2 separate regions of the Cricetulus griseus genome follow, and region 1 is linked to region 2. The links are chromatin contacts, called in public Hi-C maps. All regions are on one chromosome and are shown on one strand. The core of a region is the stretch at or near the end of the contact, and the rest is flanking DNA. Distances in the headings are between cores, read along the strand shown.

The links. Hi-C and Micro-C count contacts between places; a contact is called where the count stands out from the background.
Region 1: a Hi-C map of the CHO-K1 cell line shows a contact between it and region 2, with 2.3 times the contacts expected there. The contact joins the promoter of Bzw1 here to the enhancer-like site in region 2. A contact is called at or near these places in 2 of 8 Hi-C or Micro-C datasets (the CHO-K1 cell line and fibroblasts).

The regions. Positions count from the first base shown.
Region 1 is chr2:412,779,155-412,786,479 of CriGri-PICRH-1.0, forward strand. It overlaps Bzw1 (basic leucine zipper and W2 domain-containing protein 1), which reads left to right and starts at 6,038. Exons shown (of 12, transcript XM_027396940.2): 1 at 6,038-6,188; 2 at 7,223-7,296. The coding sequence starts at 7,233.
Region 2 is chr2:412,713,646-412,720,908 of CriGri-PICRH-1.0, forward strand. LOC100759157 (aldehyde oxidase 2) reads left to right here. Exons shown (of 35, transcript NM_001292060.1): 14 at 520-704; 15 at 1,304-1,490; 16 at 3,232-3,324; 17 at 4,273-4,442; 18 at 5,183-5,297. Among named protein-coding and RNA genes, the nearest start is that of Bzw1, 68 kb to the right of the region's middle. Within about 2 kb of position 4,231, at least 4 of the 6 cell types and tissues checked have open chromatin away from gene starts, as enhancers often do. A contact at or near this core is called in the CHO-K1 cell line and fibroblasts, where this site is marked.

The DNA of each region.
Region 1 (7,325 bases), core at 4,788-7,287, 67 kb after region 2:
TTAAACTTAGATGAAATAAAAAATTCCTGAAAAGTTGTAAATTATCAAAGCTGGCTCAGAAAGAAATAGAAAGGTTTGAATAGGTCAAGAGCAAGTAAAAAGAACTCAACTGGTAATTAAAATCCACTCACAAAAGAAACACCACACCCTGGCAGACTGATTTACTGGTAAACTCTTATCAAATGTTTCAAAAAACAGTAATGTTAATCCTGTACAAAAATGCTGTCAATTGGATGGTAAGATGGTTCAGTGGGTAAAGATGCTTGCTATTGAGCCTAAGAACCTGAGCTGCATCTCCAAGACACACTTAGTGGAAGAAGAGAACCAGTTCCTGCAGGCTGCTCTCTTGAACTCCACACATATGCTGTGCTATGCAGGCCCTCATGCATATTTACAGATATACAGACACAAAATTTAAAAAAGTAATAAGTATTGTTTTTTCAAGACAGGGCTTCTATGTGTAGCTTTGGAGCCTGTCCTGGAACTAGCTTTTGTAGACCAGGCTAGTCTGGAACTCACAGAGATCCACCTGCCTCTGCCTCCCAAGTGCTGAGATTAAAGGTGTGTGCCACCACTGCCCAGCTTAATAAGTATCTTAATTCTTAAAATTTTTATTAAGACTGTTCCAAGACTAGTTAATGAAGTATTCTCAATCATAAAGTCTTATTTTAAGCAGGGGAGCCAATCTGACTACCAATGAAGAAGAGTTCAAGCACACTCATGTTGCCGCTAAGTACAGGGCATAGCAATTGGCTGGGCAGGACAGAGGAAGGAACCCTGACACTAAACAATTCCCTTCTTATCCTTGGCCAAGAACACACAAGGAAGCTCTGGTTTCTTATCTCCATTTAAAGGGAATACAACCAAGCGACCAAAACTGCAGTCCACTCACCTCCCTTCTATAGTTTTTTCATTGTGAAAATGAATCATAAAAAAAATGCTGGATATGATGGCACTCACCTTTAATCCCAATACTTGGGGAGGCAGAGGCATGTGGAGCTCTGTGAGTTCAAAAGCAGCCTGGTGATGGGGGAAGGTCTTCTGTGTATATGTTTGTCTTATTAGTTGATAAATAAAGTACTGTTGGCCAATAGGGAAGCCAGTTAGGTGGGACTAGGAATCAAGGAGGATTCTGGGGAATGTAGTAAAGAGAAGTCTTGTAATCCAGGCAGGAAGTGACATAGCAGGCAGACTCAGAATATAAGCAGGGACAAGCAGGAAATCACTCGCTTCCTCCTCCTCCTCTCTTCTCTGGGGAGCCGCCACGTGATCCTGGAAAGAGGACCCTATCCGCCAGCGTCCTCCATAAGTCTTTATAAAATATATAGATTAAGAAATCCTAGTCATTGGCCAGCAGCACTGTAACTAATATAAGTCTCTGTGTGTTACCTAGAGCCCTAATGTGGCCGAGGGCGGAACTCAGGAGGCTGGCAGAAAGATTTATCCTTACAACCTAGTCACTACTAAATGGAGAATTCCAGGTCAGCTAGAGCGACACAGTGAGACCCTATCCCAAAAGAAATGAGGAGGAGGCAAAGAAAAAGGAGTAAGGAAAAAAGAAAATCAGTTATATCTACTTCCCCATCTCTGAAAGAAAGCTACTTCCTCCTGATCAAAAGAATATAATCTACTTCTGGTCCTTAGTGTGAACAAAACAAACCATTGTCTCTTATTTTAAAAATTAATCCAGAGTGCTAGGTGATGGTGGTATACACCTTTGATCCCAGCACAGAGGCAGGCAGATCTCTGTGAGTTCCAGGCCAGCCTGATCTACAGAGTCAGTTCCAGGACAGCCAGGGCTACACAGGGAGATCTTGTCCAGAAAAAAAAAAAAAAAAAAAAAGCATTGGGTGGTAGTGGCACATGCCTTTAATCCCAACACTCAGGAGGCAGAGACAAGTAGATCTCTGTGAGTTCAAAGACAGCTTGGTATACAGAGGGAGTTCCAGGACAGGCTCCAAAGCTACACAGAGAACCACCCCCCCCAAAAAAAGAAAAATAAGTAAACAAAGAGTTAACCCAGCTGGGCTAGTCAATCACCCAGACTATCCCTCAGGAAGGTAGCCATACTAAGGAGATGGGAGAAACAGTTATCATTTTAGTGAGATAGTGTCTTTTCCTTCCCAGGAGCCCCACTTAGAGAGAACACACTACTGTGTAGCTCTAAGCTAGCCTGATCCCTTTGCCATGCCAGTCTCTACTGCTGAACACGATGGCCTAATCAAAAGGCCTGGGTTTCTCTCTGCCTCATCTTTCTCCTGCCTGAGGCTGACTGTTGTTTTCTCTCAATCTTTAATAAAACTGTCCCCAAGCTTCATTTTTCAATTCTTTTATTACAGAGACTAAGAACCCAAAGAGGGCATCCGTTTTCCTGGTAACATATGGCACCCAAAGTGGGACTCCCTAAAATCTCCAGTAACACTGTAAGATACAGTTATGAATGTGGCTAATATTTTACCAGAAACTGCATTTTCATGCTGGAGTAGGCAAAGTTAAATGTTATTTTTTTTTGGTACCTTGCTGTTTTTGTAATTTGGTGCAGTGTGTGTGTGGAGGTCAGAAAACTTCGATGCTCTTTCTTTCCAACATGGGTTCTTGGAGTGGAATTCAGGTCAGGCTTGGTGGCAGTGCCTTTACCAGATGGGCTACCTCAGCAACTTCAGAGCTTTCTTTAAATGTCAATTTTCAAGCTCCGCTATGAGGAAATTAGCTCCCCCTTAAACTTCTTCTTTGTGACTTTCTTTCTCCCCAGGGTAAAGTCTGCAGTTGTAATAAAGGTACTAGTGTTACACATTTGCTGTGTCCCCAGAGGTGCTGCCTGCTGTCGACTGAGGCAGCACTAAAATGAGTTAAGACTCAGCCATTACCATCAAGACTGTTGGTTTAAGAGAGAAGCCCATTACACACATAGCTGAAATAGCAGAAACAAAGTACAACTTAAAATGAAGTCTTAAAAAAACAAGAAGTGCATTCACATTTGATGCACTACTCAGGAAAGTCTGGGGAAAGTAGTAGCTAAGGTAAGCTAGACATAGTGGGCAGGATTTTGACAAGGAATGTATTCACATTCGAAACACCACTCAGGAAGGTTTGGGGAAAGCAGCAGCTAAGGTAAGCTAGACATAGTAGGTAGAATTTTTGACAGAATCCGAAGAACCTATCGATCAAGAGAAGGGAAGACACAATGTATCCTGGCTGACCGGTGGAGTTGAGTTGTCTAGGAAGGTTTTCTACCAGAATATAGTTATAAACAATATTCCCCACACTAGCCTACCATATTCCCTCCCACCCAAGAATATGAATCAGGAAACGAGATTGTTTCTGTAATAGGGAATGTTTGAGTATGTTTTAGTGTTTTGCATACGTACATGTTCCTGAGTGTATGTATGTACATGGGTGTGGATGGCTGGATTTTCTACCTCATTTTCTGAGATATCTCAATCTCTCTTACTCCTGAAAGGTCACAGGGTCTCATTGTGTAATTCTGGCTGACTGAAACTCATTATGTAGATCAGGTTGTCCTGGATCTCATAGGCTACCACCCCGCCTGTGCCTCCTGAACACTGGGATTAAAGGAGTGTATTACCACACTTGGCAAAGCAGAATCTCTCAATTGAACATGGAACTTGAATATGTGGTTTGGCTGGCTGGCCACCCTGCTCCAGGGACTCCCTTCCTCCATTTGCCCTGCACTGGTGGACTGCCATGAACACCCGACTTCTATGTGGTCTCTGAAAGTTTGAATTTTAGTCCTCATAGTATGTGGAAAACATTTTACCCACACAGTTATCCCCCAAGTCATGTTTCAGTTTTTAATGAACATAACCTTTTAACTTTAGTATGAGTTTAGTTTAGTATCAAGGATTGTTCACTGCTTGAGATGGAGTAAGGACTCAATAAAAAGCTATCAATGGTATAGGAAGTAAAGGTGGAAAAATGGTATTCCTGTGGCCTTGCATGAAGGAATGTAAACACTAATGAGAAAGAAAGTGGGCTACATTAAGGAAGATCACCTGGAAGTGTGAAGAAAGAAAGAGTACTATGAGGAAGCCCCATTGAGTTAGGGGGAACAGAAACATAAATCAACTAGGCTTGGTGACTGGTGCCTAGCACCTGAAAAGCTGATGTAGGAATATTGCCAGTTCAAGGCCAGCCTTGGCAACATATCAAGACTATGTCTTAAAAATACAAAGTAAGGACAATTGGAGAGATGGCTGAGCAGTTAAGAGCACTGGCTGCTCTTCCAGTGGACCTGGGTTCAATTCCCAGCACCTACATGGCAGTTCACAACTGCCTGTAACTCCAGACAAACATGTAGGCAAAATACCAATGCTCACAAAATAAAAATAAATTTAAAAAAAAAGACAAAGACAGGATATGATCTGACAAATGCAGATCAAGTTTTATGGGCCTCCCTAACTTGTCATCTCTGGCTCTAGCTCTCGTTTAACCAGGCAGTTCATTATACTGGTGGAGCCAGACTGCCGGGTTCCAACTGAGCTAGCTCTTCCACTAACAGTTCTATATGACCTTGGACAAGTTAACTGACCTTGGTGCCTTCTTTTCCCAACAAGAGAAAACTAACAATAGTGTCAAGGTCGTAAGGCAGTCTCAAGAATTCAATACACTGAATAAAGTGCTTAGGAGAATGTCTCTCACACACAATACAAACACAGCTCTTTAGTTAAATATTGTACTCTTAACAAATCAGAAACAAAAATAATATGGGGAAATGGTAGTCTATGACACAGACTATGAAAAATAAGACTTCAAAAGAAATGCCCTGACTCCCATCACTTTCCACCTATGCTCCACAGACTTCCCAGGTGCCACCAAAGTTCAGTCCCACTGGCTACCTGCAGTAGTATCTCCAAGAGGTCAGGTTCTTCCTATTCCTTCAGTTTGGAAAGGGATAGTGCCTAGATCCAAGAAAGTGCAGCTTAATGACTTAGAGGTGAATCTAAAACCCCTTTAAATGTAGTAAACGTTAAGTCCCCAAGAACACAGGCACTTTGTATGTATGAGTAAGGAAGATTGAAGGTGTAGGCACAGAAACGGGGGTCGGCTACTGAGTGACCCGAATACCCAGAGCAAGGTTCTAAGAAGACCTGGAACACACTAAACATTACAAGGCAAGGAGGGCAAAGACTAAGAATGCCAGGATTTTCCTATAACTTCAGGAAACAACTCTAATAAGTAATTTTCCGTGTAAGTCTGTAGGCGAAGGCAGCGGTCAGAGCGTTAGGAAGGTGATTAACAAATACACACTGGTTTTTTACCGATATGTATGGTTAAGAAAGGGAGGTTGGGACGGGAAGGTGATTTTAAGGACAAATCCCGATGTCAGGGTTTCTCTGGTAGGAGATCGAGGAAGCAGACGAAAAGGGCACAAACAGGGTGCCGGCGCAGTTTTATGTGATGTCCCCAAGAATATACACCTTCTGCAGGTCCTCAGAGTGTGGCCCCTCTCCACTGGCAATACCTGCGTCTCGGAGACTCTGTGATAAAGGCTCATTCTTGGGTCCTGCAGCAGGACCAATTACAAACTCTGCGGGGAGGGGGGCCTCGCAATCTGTTTTAACAAGTCCGCAGTCCACCACAGTCTGGGGACAGGCACCGCTTGTAAGGCTTGGGGGCAGGCAGGGGTCACACTTGCCCTCGGCCCCGCAGAGCATAGAGGCCCAGCCAGCTGCAGAGGACCCCGGCCAGGCAGACAGAGTGGGGGACCTGCCGGGGCCCAACAGAGCCCTCCCGCGGCCCCGGCCTTTACGCTCGCCGCCCAGCTCCCCCCACCCCCGGGACGGGGCGGACGGGTCCAACTCGCGCCAGGTCGAGGGGCGGCTCCAGCCTTTCACCCCCGCCCCGGGCGGAGAGGCCGGAGGATGCGGCGGGGGAGGAGAGACAGATGAGCTTCCCGGGTACGAGAATCCGGGCAGCCTAGGGCTTCAAAGCGGCTTAAAGAGTCCTACCCCCGCCGAGGTCGTCGGTACCCCGGCTGCCACCCCGCGTCCCCGGCAGGCCGGGTGCGAACTGGCGCAGAGGAGAAATCTCGCGATAGCAGGCCGCCGGGCGGGGGTGGCGCCTCTTCCTCCTCTTCTGCTCGCGTTAGTTCCGGTCGCAGAGGAGACAGCGCCGCAGTTGCCGCCAGCTCGGGGATTTCTGGCTCTTTTCTCTTCGCCTTAAATTCGGTGAGGCGAGTGCGGCGCAGGGCCGGGGGTTGGCGGCGCTCCGGGGCCCGGCGGAGAGCGAGGGTGGCGGCGCGGTTCGGTGGGGCCGGCGGAGCCCGGGGCCTGGATTCGTGGCCGGGGCCGCCGCTGTGGCGGGCGGGCAGGCGGGCGGGCGGGCGCGAGGCCCGCGGGGCGCCGGGGTGGCGGCGCGCCCCGTGTGCGCCCCGCCGGCCTGGGTAACAAAGCCGCCGCGGCCTCTGTTGGGTGATGTACGCGTGGGGGGTTCGGCGGGCGGGGCGCAGCCGCCGCCACCACCGCCCGGCCGCCGCCTCCGCCGCTGCTTTCGCGGAGGGCGGGCGGATGTACGGGGCGGCGGGGGCCCCGGCGCGCAGCGCCTCGGCGCCTGTGGTCCGCTCGGCGCGGCGGCCACCACCGCAGGCGACAGGGTCAGTGGAGAAGGACCCACGGCGCGCTGGGGCCCGTCAGTCGGACCCTCCGAGGCGGGAGGCACGGGAAAGGGTGTGGATGCGGAGACGCGTGCCCCGGGGAGGAGGAGGCGGCGGCTGCGGCGGCGGCTTGGGCTGTAGCGTTTGCGGCCAGCTCTGGGTTTTGCAGCTTGGAAGGGTGCAAGCTCAGGCGCCACTTTGGAGTGAGGGCGGTGCTCCTGTTCAGGAGGGACTCCCTTGGATGGATAGGTAGCTAGCTCGTGGCGGTCCGTGACAGTCCGCTGAGTTCTGGCTACTTAGAAGAAGTGGGCGATGCAAAGGGCAGGGTAGAAGAGACTGAGCAGTTAGGCTTGTGTAGGCGATTTGCCACCAGACAGGGTGACAGTGTAATGTCATAGCGAGGTGTAGTTCCAGGACTTATTTCGTTTAAGGGGCTCTTGTAGAGGGACACTTAACCTGCATTGCCTCTGCTGCCTGTGAACGGAAAGTGTTTTGGGTTTGATGAGTTGTGATTTTGACTTAAGGTTTGATACTTTGTTTTAGAATTTAACGTTACTGTCACAGATGGCTTTTAAGACCCTGTTTCTGTTTTGTTTTTTTTTCCCCTAGGGTGTCTTTTATGAATAATCAAAAGCAGCAAAAACCAACGCTATCAGGCCAGCGTTTTAAAACCAGAAAAAGAGGTAATTATTTGTATCTCCCTTAACTTTTC
Region 2 (7,263 bases), core at 2,981-5,480:
TTCTCTGTGTAGCCCTAGCTGTCCTGGAACTAGCTCTGTAGACCAGGCTGGCCTTGAACTCACAGAAACTTACCTGCCTCTGCCTCCCGAGTGCTGGGATCAAAGACGTGTGCCACCACACCCTGCTCTAACTTTTTTCTTTTTTTTTTTTTTTTTTTTAGGTTATCTGGAGAAATTGTTCAGTGATTAAGAATGCTTACTGCATTTGTAGAGGGCCTGGGTTCTGTTCCCAGCACCTACATGTATGCTTTCTTCTGGCCTCCGAGGGCTCCTAGACACATGTGGAACAAATAACTCACACAGGCTCATATACAAAAATAAATAAATAAATAGATTTTTTTTTTAAGGACACCATCCTCACTCTGCAAGAAGGCAGCCAAAGTGTCTCTCATTTAGATAACTGTCTTCCGTGTCTCATTATATGATTCTAAGTGATTAATTAATTAGAGGCACCAAGAGGGAACCCAAGCCTTTCGTTCTGACATATCAGATAACCCGGAATGGTTTCTGTCTCCACAGTGGGAGTTTGTGTCCGCCTTCCGGCAGGCCCAGTGCCATCAGAACGCTTTGCCTGATGTGAATGCGGGCATGAGAGTCCTGTTCAGGGAGGGCACAGACATCATTGAAGACCTGAGCATCGCCTACGGAGGGGTGGGGCCCACCACCATCAGTGCTCACAGATCCTGCCAGCAGCTTGTCGGCAGGTAAGTCATGAGCACTGCACCTTCAAGAGAAGGAACCTTGATGATGGGAAAAATAAACTGGCCCTGACAACTGTTGATAAAGCCCTGGAATGATGGAAACCCAGACTAGTAAAGAAAAAAAAATCACTGCTTGTTCCTTCTTTAATTTTGCTGAATTAATTCCACATTATTTGGTTTCAATTAAGTCACTTTTGGGGTGAGGGACACAACAAAAATGGCCCAGGCCTGAGTCCAACCTGCAGGTGATATTTTCTCATCTAGCCCCCTTTCCCCTGGTTATGAACACTCAGCTGCCCTCTCCAAGTAGAGCCCAGTACTCCCACACAGGGGCACACTATTTCTCCCTAGGTAAAGGCAGCATCCAAGTCTAGGTTCTGCTCTGTTCTGGAATATTCTGGAATGGTTCTAGAATATTCTGCCTCTGGCACATGCTTGATTTATGTTGCAATGGGAAAGGTCCCATTCTCACTCAGCCACTTGGATTTTTCCAGAGACCCTTGTTAACACAATTTCTAAGAGAGACTCTGGGGACTAAAATGCCAGTTTCCATGCAATCAGACTGCCCTTTAACTGGATCTTCTCAACTCCCGCTGTATCAGGCACTGGAATGCACTCATGCTGGACGAGGCTTGCAGGAGGCTTCTGGATGAAGTCTCCCTCCCGGGCTCAGCTCTGGGGGGTAAAGTGGAGTACAAGAGGACTCTGATGGTCAGCTTCCTCTTCAAGTTCTACCTGGAGGTTCTGCAGGAACTGAAGAGAAAAGTAAAGCTGTCCTCAGAGTCTACTGTAAGTGCACTGGAGAACAGTGGCAAATGCGCTCACACAGAGTCATGGCCTCACAGTACTGAGGCTAAAGGCCTTGCCCAAGGTGCCATCAGGTAGCAGGAGGCTGAGTTCACTATGAGTTCAAGGCCCATCTGAGCTACAGAGTGACACCCATCTCAAAAATATATAATAAACAAAAACCAGAGGCATCATCAGAGCCAGTTCCTCCTGAGGACTACGAGGCTCTATTCCACACCTTTCACACAGCTTCAGGTGGCTTGGTCTAGCTTCTGGTGGCTTGCTAGTGACCTTTACAGTTCTTTACCTTGTAGGAACTACCCTGCTGTTGCCTTTACACAACACAGCCCCTGTGTGCATGTTTACATCCAAATGTGTCCTTCTAAGAGGACGTCAGCCATAATGTCAGCCAATTCTAATTCATTACCACCATAGTAAACATCCCAGCTTGTTTGGATAGGTCACACTCTGAATTTCTGGAGGTTTGGACTTCAACATAGAGATTTGGGAAGACAAAATTCAAACCATAACGCTGCCTCTGTCAGCTCCTTGCTACCAAGGGTTCCTAGCTTTGTTGCTGCTTGTGCCATTTGTCTTGAGGGGAGCCTGTTACCATCTTCTAGAAGGCTTCGATCTGGGTCAGCCTTTGTCAGCCCAGTGTTTGTCCTGGGATTTAGCCCCAACAAACGACTTTCAGTTCTCAGGTGTTTATCATGCCCCAGCACAGAAACATTCCAAGGTCTCTGTCTCCACTCTGTAATTTTTTTCTTTTAAAATAAACTTTATTAAATCACAATTTACAGTAAAACATGAGACAAATAATATATAATTTAGCCCACCTGTTTTAGTACACAATGTATACCTATGGAGCCACCAACTGAAACTAAACATAACACATTTTCATCACCCCAAAGAATCCCCTTGTCCCCTTTGTGCCATCATTCCATCCCTGTCCAGACAAACACTAATCTGCTTTGTGGGACTGAAGTTTCACTTTGCTTAGTCTAGCATTTTGTAATCATTGTGGAATGTGACGTTCAATTTTTATGTTTCAAAAAGTCAACAACTGATGTATATATTACTATCTAAATGGCGTTCTAGGTTTTCTGATTACAAACTTCTGGAATAAGTTAAGCAAAATATTTACTCTCATACCTGTTCTCCCTGCCTTGCCCTCTCACTCTTTCAACCCTTCCCTGACAGTAATCACAGCTCTCATCCTTCCCTGTACTCTGTTCCTCAGCCACTCCTGCCCCATGGCCACAGTCCCCATGGCCACTGTCCCTAACCTCTGAATTTCAGACAAAGACCTTCATTTCTCAGTTAGGACACCAGAGAAGTCTTCCAGCCTTAGAAAAAAGATCCTGGAAAAAGCATTCAGAATTTTTTTTTCATTTTGTGAACCATGGTCTCTAGCTTATTCTGGGATGGCTTATTCAGCCTAGAGTTGCCTTCCTAACACACACACACACACACACACACACACACACACACACACACACACACACAATCTCCTAGCTCATTAGCAGACCTTTCCCTCCAGGGACATGAAGATCAGATCTAGCCAGTCATCCAAGCCCTTGCTTGCATAGGGGGTGAGGGGGCACCAGGGTCACAAAAAAGTGAAACTCTGGGGGGAGGGGTAACTAGGCCACCCCGCAGTGCACTAGGAGTCATTCTACATAACCCAAACCCAACTTGATCCAGACTAACCAGTCTCTCTCACTGTGCTGAGCCATTCCAGGACAGCCAGCATTATCCAGTGATTGCAGACCGGTTCCTGAGCGCTCTGGAAGATTTCCAGGTCACACTACCCCAGGGAGTCCAAACATACCAGGTCAGTGAGTTTGATTTCACTGAAACCTATCCTGAGAGATAAGCTGGAGCTGTGTGGACCAAGCAAGCTATTCACAGGGGTGATTTTCAGTTCTTTCTAAGTGTTTCTAATCAGGAGGTTCTCAACCCCAAGAGCAGGTGTTAGAGGAGCACAGGACTGCTCTGCCAGAGTGGTTTTCCAGCAGACAGTCATTGTCACTTTAATGTGATATTTTTGGGGCGTTTGTTTAATACCTACCCAGAAGAGTAGCAGAGTCCAGGGACTCAGTCCAAACTGTGTATGTTTAATCTCCAGTCAGTAAACAAGAGGCTTGCAAGTGACTAAGCTGGTCAGAAGGACAGTCTAGAAATGAGCTGTTCTTGCTGGTACACAGCCCTCCCCATCCTCTGCTCCTCTACACACACACACACACACACACACACACACACACACACACACCACTGCAGCCTCAGAGAAAAGTTCCAGAATAAACTCTTTCGAAATCAGTCTGCATCTGGAGGATTCTGTTCCCATTCCTTCCCACCCTGTTGCCAGAGGCCCTGGTGAGTCACACTTAGAGTTCTCACTCAGATTTTGGTCGGTCGCTGTGGGGCACGCTGTATCACTCTAGGCCTCATCAGAATGATTGGCATGAGCAGGTTTGCCATTGGAAGAGTGAGCAAGCAGGACAGAGAGACCTAAATTGTCAGGAACAAAGGAGCTCAGGGTACCACAAATGCAGGAACTAAAGAGTCCTTTCACCTACTTCACCGTTCTGTCAAAATGTTGGCCTGTCAGAGACATTGCCACCAAACAGAAATGACAATTCTGTATTCTAGTTACATCATGAAATGGTCATGCTCATCCTCTGACCAGCTCCAGTGTTTGTTGCCCAATGGAACTGCCTGCTGAGTCACCCAGACCACCCAAGATGAAAGGTTTCTGGACTAACTCTGTCTTTCTCTATAGAGAGTGGATCCTCATCAGCCTCTCCAAGATCCAGTTGGACGTCCCATCATGCATCTGTCAGGTCTTAAACATGCCACAGGGGAAGCCATATTTTGTGATGACATCCCCAGGGTGGATAAAGAACTTTTCATGGCTTTAGTGACCAGTACCAGGGCTCATGCAAAAATCATGTAAGTAAAGCAAAGCTTTTCAAAAAACCTTTTAAAGGTATACCTAGGGGTTGCTTCAAAGGACTGTGCCCTCTTCTGCAATGTCCTGGCCCAAAGAGTTCCATAAGGAAGAGAGTATATCTAGAAATGACCATCTTGAGAGCCGGGGGAGGGTGTAGGCACTAGGGATACAGCTCAGTTGGTAGAGTTCTGGAACACTTTGGAACACCATGCACAAAGCCTAAGGTACAATCCTTAGCACCATGTAAAACCAGCACACATGTAAACCACTGTAATCCCAGCAGGTAGAGGCAAGAGGATCAGAAGTTCAGGATCATCCTCACTTACATAGCTAGTTCCAGGCCCAGGTGGACTACACGAGACTCTGTCTCAAAAAAATAAAAAGTTATGGTACTTTTGTTTGCTCTCCAAGGTCATAAAACTTCAACCCCCCTGCAGCCTCATGTGTGACTCAGAGACACTCTGCTACACTGAAACACCAGCTTCATTATTGATTAGGAAACAAATACTGCCACACACTTCCAAAGGGGACCTGTCTCAATGCCGGCTGCAGCAGCTGAAGTGTTACCTCCCGGTCCTGCAGCAGGTCTCCTGGAGTCTACTCCATGGCAGGTCCACTCTGGTTGCCCAACTGGATTCGTTGCTACATATTTTTATTTTCAACTACATCCCATTTTCCCTTGGGTCTGAGACCCTCAAAATTTGCTGATGTCTCCTTCTTAAATGTCTCCTGTGTTCAGATCAATTGATTCATCTGAGGTCTTTACCCTACCTGGTGTGGTTGATGTTATTACAGCTGAAGACATTCCAGGCACCAATGGTGATGACGATGACAAATTACTGGCTGTAGATGAGGTATGAATGGGACGTGTTTTCTCAGACGCCTGTGAAAGTAGTCACCCAAGGACCCCTGTCAGTCAACTGTCCTTGCCTCCCAGTTTTTTTCTACCATGGAGGTGTAGAAGTGCCATGACCCTAGCTGCTCTCTACCCCAGTGCCTCTATTAACCTTGCCTTTCTGAAATTAGGAAATAACATATTAAACAAAAACTAATTATAGACCTGATTCAGCCACTATGTGCCTTTGAGTTCATTTATCTGAACTTATCTGAAGAGTAAATGTATGGAACTGATCTATATTAGGATAGAATGCTCTAGAAAGATCTAGAAAGGAGGTGGGGGAGGACCACAGCCACACCCTCTTATATGGAGCTCCCACCAGGTCTCACTTTCCTTCACTAGCTCTATGTTTTTTGTTGTCGTTGTTATTTGGGGGGTTTTGTTTTGTTTTTTGTTTTGTTTTGTTTTTTGTTTTTTTTTTTCAAGATAGGGTTTCTCTGTATAGCTTTGGAGCCTATCCTGGCACTCGCTCTGGAGACCAGGCTGGCCTCGAACTCACAGAGATCCACCTGCCTCTGCCTCCCGAGTACTGGGATTAAAGGTGTGCGCCACCAATGCCCGGCCTAGCTTTATGTTTATTAAGTGGTCTTGGCCTTGTCATTCAAATTCAAATTCAACAATCATTTACTGACCACTAAAGCACCTCAGCTTCTGTTCCAGCATTCCCACCTACTGCGAGCCTTTCAAGTCCACCACCTTTAATGGAGGAATGATCACAACATACCTCATTGTATCACAGTGAGTTAAACAAGTGAATACACTCAAGGTACCCAGGACAGCGGCTGGCATATGAAGACTCACTAAGTGCTGGCCATTATCACATTTCAGGCAAATCCACACACTCTCTCCTCCAGCCTTGAAGGAGACCAGTGGGGTTTTGTGTTTTATTTGTTGTTTTTTTTGGGGGGGGGGGCTTGTTTTTTAATTCATCAGAAGAGGTTGACTGTCATTTTTCAGTCTGTTGGGGGCTGCCATAATAAAACCACCTAAACATGGCCTGGAGAGATGCCTCAGTGGTTAAGAGCACTGGCTGCTCTTCCAGAGGTCCTGAGTTCCATTCCCAGCACCCACATGGCAGCTCACAACTATCTGTAACTCCTGTTCCCAGTATCCAATGCCCTCTTCTGGTCTCTGTGGGCACTATATGCATGTGCTACACAACAGACACATGAAGGCAAACCACATAAAGTAAAAATAAATACATCTCACAAAAAAAGTACATAAGGTGGAGGCTGAAACAATGGAAATGGATTTTTATAGTTCTGGAGCTGAGCCCAGGCCATGGTGTGAGCAGGTCTGGCTCCCTCTGCAGAATCTCTTCTTGCTTGCTGATGGCTGCCTTTGCATTGTCTTCCTTTTGCATTTTCTCTGTTCCTTCTCTCATAGGCTCAATAGTCACATTGCACAGAGCCCCACTCTTATGGCCTCACTCACTCAACGTTAATAACCTATGTGGAGATCCTGCCAACAAATGCAATCTCATAGTAAGGGGTTGGGAAGTTCAGTCACTTGACAACAGAGGCCACACATTTACACATTAAGCTCTTAAGTGACAGGATGGAGGATGCATGTAAACACAACATGACAGGGGACTCAACTGGTTCATGTTATAGTCAATCTCTGGGACTTATACTTTCTGAGTATAGTGACCAGTGAGTGAAACTGTATAATACATACTTTTTGTGTGTGGTGCTGGAGGTCTAACCAGGGGTCTCCACATGCTAGGCAAGTGCTATACCACTGGGTATAATGCAAGCCTTCTTTTTTTATTATTATTTTTAAATTTTTACCCAAGTACATGTGACTCCGGTATGGCTATTTCTGTTCAATAAGAACATCTAAGATGCCAACCATGGGTGTAGTTGAGCTTGGCTTCTATTCTGTTTGCTTTTAAGTTATTTAAATTAGTTTATTTATTTTTA